Linked DNA regions of Mus musculus: region 1 is linked to region 2. The links are chromatin contacts, called in public promoter capture Hi-C maps. All regions are on one chromosome and are shown on one strand. Each heading gives the region's core, a stretch centred on a gene start, on an enhancer-like site or on the middle of the called end of the contact. The rest is flanking DNA. Distances are from core to core; before and after follow the strand shown.

Region 1 (2,700 bases), core at 109-2,608, 280 kb before region 2:
TAGAGATAATGTTTGATTTTTTTCCAAGACTTACCTCAGACAAGACAGGTAAAACAATAAATGATCCTTAGCTGGGCCAAAATGCTTGTGACCTTTGTGTTAAGTCTGTCAGGATTTGTCTCTCACCCCTAAACCTGAACAATGCATCTCAGAAAATCACCTTACAGTTTCAGTTACAGACAGGAGGTTCTTAAAGAGAAATATGTAAACCAGTTCTATGCTTAATTTTTAAACTATGTTTAATCTTTTAACTGGCTGTAAATGATATCCTTTTGGAAACCCACAGGAATATATATATATATCCATCCCTTGGGGAAACCTCTCCTTTTTCTCTCTTTTCACTCATTGTGTTTCTCTCTTTTCTGCTTGCTCGCTCTCTCTCTCTCTCTCTCTCTCTCTCCACACACACATACACACACACACACATATACAAACACACCACACACCCAGACTTATAGATACACTCATACATACACACACATAGACACACACAGACACAGACAAACATACACACACACACACACACACACACACACACACACACACACACACACACACACATCTAACATCTAATTCCTACTTAATAAACACGCTGACTTCATTATACTCTGGCTCATTCTGAAATTCTTTCCTGCATGTTTAAGAACCAGCCTCATTGAGTGGAGGCCCTTGAGGGGATCACCTCTGGCTTTAGACTGAATTTTCCCAATACTCCCGAGAGATATGGGTCACACACTGAGAAACACGAATTGGGGGGGGGGGGGGAAGGAATGGGGACAGCATTTTTTTTTCTCAGTTTTAAAAAATTTTTTATTCTAGTTCCTGGTTCCTACAGCAATACTGTCTCCCTTGCGGATCTCGCTCTTGTCAAGACTGTTTCTCAGAAGTGCATGCTGTGTATATAGCTGTAATGGTGAATATTGACTGTCCAGGATCTAGAATCACCTAGGAGACGTGCTGGTGAAGGGTTAATCCAGACTAGATTAGCCTCTGGGTATGCTTGTGAGGGATTAGTTTATTAGGTTAATTGAAGTAGGAATATCCACCTTAGCTGTGGGTAGTACCACTCCTTAGGCTTGGTTCTTGGATGGAAATTTAAAAGTGTACTTTATCTTTCTCCAGTCTGAAGATCTTATCAATGAAGGACCATAAGAAAAATAATCAAATTAACACAAGTTTCCTGTTGGTGTGAAGAGACTCCAAAAATTAAAACAAAAACCCAACTTTCTACTCCCCCAAGAAAACCCCAATGGCAGAAAGAGATGACCGGAAGATGCTTTAAATAACGAAGATCGAAGATCAGGGAATACCAGCTTTCTGAGTCACAGCCTCTCCCTGGAGAGGTGAAAAAACCCTGTAGGCTCTGACTCCGTTCTGCAGCACAGAGCTCAGGAGCGCCCCTTGCCAGAAGAGCATCAGGACCATAGCTCTTGCCGGCATTTACAACTGCTGCTTGTTGGGAGAGCCCTGATTCTCAGGTCTGTGTCTGCACCCCAGCACCAGAGGGAGGCCAACACATTTCAGTCAGACGGAAAGAGGAAAGACAGAGGAAGCCAAGGAGACAACAGAGGCAAGGTCCTCCCTCCTATGACGGAACTGGTGGCATTTCCTAATGCTGCTGCTATACTAAAATACCAGAGGCTGGGTATTTTATAAAGGAGAAGGAGTTTACTTAGCTCTGGAGGCTGAAAGCATAGATCACATAAGTCCTTAGGAATGGTGGGAATTGATATGTGGACAAGATCACATATAGAAGCTAGAGAAATTTAAAGACCAGAGAGTATTCTTTTGGAAAGAACTTAATCTTGTGGGAAATGATTAAGGTCCCAGGAGATCTTTTGTCCCTAAGCCTGGGTCCTAATGACCTTCAGCTAAGGCTCCAACTTTTAAAGTTCCCACTGCCACCCAACATGGCCAAGTGGAATGTCTAGCACACAAACTAAGCTCTAGGGGACAGAATTGAGTCATAGTCAACTCAAAGCAATGAGAGGCTAAGCAAGTGGTGGTACAGTGGGGCCAGGGAGAACTGCTGAGTTCATCTCCTTCCTCCAGGGGTTCCACAGAGGCTCAGTACTTCCTGGTCTTGGTCAGTATCAACTCTCTGGCCTCTAAGTCAGCATGGCAAACACAATTTACTCTCTTAATAACTGTTGGACACAGATCCATCCATCCTGATGTTGCCACAACTCTTTGATCTCGAAGTGGAACATGCCTGACCTCAACTTCTGTCAGTATGCTGGGGACTCCAAATTCTAACCTACCTGTCACTCTGAGTCCCCACCCTCTTCCAATCATCTCCCTGTACTCATAGCTCACTACATTTAAAGGGCCCTCAGGGAATAACTCACCTCTACCCTCTCTGGATAAATTACTCTCCAAAAAGTCTTACATCCCACCCTCAGGGAGCTTGCCTACTCAAGACCCACAATCACAATCTCTGAGCGTCACCTGTATTGGCCACCTTGTCAGGTCAAGGATCCCAAGCTGGGTAAATTATACGGATGCTTACTTAGCTCGCGGTCCTGAGACAGTGCATCAGCAAGCATCTATGCAGCCTCTGGTGAGGTGCTTCCTATTGGATTGTGATATATGTGCAGGGCATCACGTGGCCAGACAGAGAACTTTGCTAACTTCAGGCTTTCTCCTATGAAACCACTCTCATCCTCACGGAAGCCCCACTCTGATGGCCTCATCTAGTCT
Region 2 (2,700 bases), core at 113-2,612:
CACTTAGCCATTCAGGGGAACCAGGTTGCCTGACTTCCAAATTTACTAGGAAGAATGGGTTGTTTTCTGAAACACCTTCGAAAGCATCATGGCATAAACATGTCACCTCTGCGTGCCCTTCCAGATTTAACTGTGACGTGTCACTAACTGATACTTGGTACATAACTACTTTGTCTCCAGTGCAAGCCACACCCCGCAGGTCCGCTGCTCAGTTCTGGTTTCTCCGGCTTGTGAAAATCACGCAACTCTCTCAGGAGTGTATGCCCCGAGATCCCCTCTAGCTTCAAGAGGGGCTGGGATACAGGTGAAGAAGGGCTTAGATGTTCTGGGGCTCAGGTTTTATTGGGATACTAGACAAACCAATCCCCTGGCCCTAAATTCACTTAGATTAGGTCACTGGGGACTCTGGAGTCAGCTGAGGGCCTTGAATGACTTAAGAACTGTCTCCTGCACTCAGGCTTCTTCTGGGGAGATGTAGTCTCCTGTGGAAGCTGTTTACAATGATCAATCCTACTCAGTTCACAACAGCTCAGGGCCTAACTGCTTCATGATGCTTTAGGTTTTCAGCAAGGGGGTCGTGGGACTTTGAGTGCTCAAGTTTACATTAGTTTTGACATTTTAAATGCGCGTGGGACACAGTGAGAGCTGACAGCCAATTTGCCAGGCAACCTGGCTTCCCAGACTACACAGCTAGCTGATGCATCTCTGGACCCTGTGCCATCATCCTTGGGCCTCTTCTCACACAGTGCTGTCTAATTTCTACCTGTTGTTCACTTGCATACATTGGGGTCTTCTCGGTAGGAAACTTGATGTCTAATCTGTTTTGCTAAACTATGCTTCTTGGGGGATAGGGGAACTTGGATGAAGCTTTTTCAAGTAAGATGCCTCTCTCCTGCATCATGTATCTGTGCTGGTGTGAACTGTCAGTTTCTTAGATACAGGAGACTAAAACAAGCCATTTCTTACAGTAGCGTGCTTCCTGTAGAAGGAGGTGTCTGGGATGGGTTCCCATGGGTAACATTCTGTGCACTTGGCATTGTCTTCCTTACCTAGCGCCTATCCTGCTTTTACAGATAGGCCCAGCGGAGTAGACCTTTGCAAGACCAAGCAGGGCATTCTCTCTGAGCAACTCTGTGTATTGACAGACAGAAAAAAATCAGCCAACAACCGGAGCCCTCTGCTTAGTGTTGGAAACAGGGTCCTCTGGAAGCAAGCTGTGGTCAGCTGAAGCCACCATGGAAATACAAGGTCATCAAATGTCCCTTTCTCTTCTGTGGAGCCTTTCCCTCCTCTGTCTGCTGCTTTCATGGAGTTAATTAACAGTGTATTCAGGCAAGACTTTAACAGCCGATGACTGAGAAGGTTTACAGCCTCAAATCACAATGAGGTGATTTTGTGAAGCTCTTTGGAAAGGAGACACAGACAGACAGTAATAAAGGTGTCTGGGTTGAGCCTCCTGAAAAGCATGCTGATTTTTTTTCTTTTTTTTTTTTAAAGCTGAGATGCTGGTAGACATTTTGGCTTGCTGTTAAGACAAACAAACAAACAATTGTTTGGCTGTTTTACAGACTCAGGATCTTGCCTTTGAATTAAACAAACAAGCCTTGTGTTATCTCCCAGACAAACTTCCACATTATTATTTAATGTATATTGCCCTCTAGCAGATTGGCTTGATATTGCAAGCATTGTATTCAAAGATAGTGTTTCCTTGCCAGGGCCTGGGCAAGTTTATGGGCAAGTTTACTGAAAGGCTAGACTGTCTCGCTAGCTATCACAGCTTAGATGTAGGATTGCCCAAAGGCTTGTGTACTGGAAGATGTAGGTCCTCAGGTGGTACCTTTGGGAGGGGGTGAACGTTTAAGGAGTGGGGTCTAAGAGGAGGTCTTTAGGTCACTGGAATGTAGCCTTGAATGGGGTAGTAGGATCCTGACCCCTCCTTACTCTCGTTTGCTCCATCATGAGCTCCTCCCACAATGGACTACCCCCATGGCCTAAAGCAACAGGACCAAGAGATCATAGGCTTGAACTTTCCAAGCAGAGCCACAATGCCCCTCTTCTCTATCAGTGGTTATCAGGTATTTGCTCTATTGACAGAGAGCTGAAGAGCATCCCAACCGAAGAGAAACACTGTTTAAGAGACAGGACCTTTTCATTTGGAGCAACTTTTCTAGAACAAGACGCAATGACATATATATATATATCCTGGTTTGACAGCTTTTGCTCTGAACACAAAGCACTGGACCATGATGTCTGCAGAGACCCGAACAGAAATAAAAGGTGAGAACAGGCTCACCGAGAGCTTGGACATCAAATACAGCTAGCTACAATACCCACACTGGCATTCGGTCTGCATAGCATGGGGGAGAAGGCAGTCAAAGGCAAGAAGCTTGCGCGTCAGTTAGGACCCTGAGCACATTCGATGCTTGACTCCACTGGGAGTGAGTGTTAAGGATTTGCTTACAGATCACTAGGTTGTGACTGAATACTTGTGCGAACCACACCTCCCTCATTTCCACCCCTTGCCTCTTTCTATCCAAACAGAATTTCCAAGCCAAGTAGATATTTTATGTGGCTGTACTGGCTGGTTTTGTGTGTCAACTTGACACAGGCTGGAGTTATCACAGAGAAAGGAGTTTCAGTTGAGGAAATGTCTCCATGAGATCCAGTTGTGGGCATTTTCTCATTTAGTGATCAAGGGTG

Evidence for each region. Promoter capture Hi-C pulls out the DNA fragments that hold promoters and counts their contacts.
Region 1: a contact with region 2 is called in a promoter capture Hi-C map of trophoblast stem cells, with 2.5 times the contacts expected there. The contact joins two enhancer-like sites. A contact is called at or near these places in 9 of 39 promoter capture datasets (the 3T3-L1 cell line, the C10 cell line, the HPC-7 cell line and 7 more), 7 of 484 Hi-C or Micro-C datasets (the C10 cell line, ECoMG-derived neutrophils, the G1E-ER4 cell line and 4 more), 5 of 115 datasets of contacts at active chromatin or transcription factors (bone marrow-derived macrophages, cardiomyocytes, embryonic stem cells and 2 more) and 1 of 9 other capture datasets (adipose tissue).

What each region holds. Positions count from the first base shown.
Region 1 is chr13:43,118,274-43,120,973 of GRCm38.p6, reverse strand. All of the region lies in intron 9 of Phactr1 (phosphatase and actin regulator 1), which reads right to left. Gm15813 (a long non-coding RNA gene) reads left to right here. Exons shown (of 2, transcript XR_873303.3): 2 at 1,123-2,700. Among named protein-coding and RNA genes, the nearest start is that of Gm15813, 3.0 kb to the left of the region's middle. Within about 2 kb of position 1,358, at least 3 of the 459 cell types and tissues checked have an H3K27ac peak or open chromatin away from gene starts, as enhancers often do. A contact at or near this core is called in trophoblast stem cells, where this site is marked.
Region 2 is chr13:42,834,648-42,837,347 of GRCm38.p6, reverse strand. All of the region lies in intron 3 of Phactr1 (phosphatase and actin regulator 1), which reads right to left. Among named protein-coding and RNA genes, the nearest start is that of Phactr1, 160 kb to the right of the region's middle. Within about 2 kb of position 1,362, at least 17 of the 459 cell types and tissues checked have an H3K27ac peak or open chromatin away from gene starts, as enhancers often do. A contact at or near this core is called in trophoblast stem cells, where this site is marked.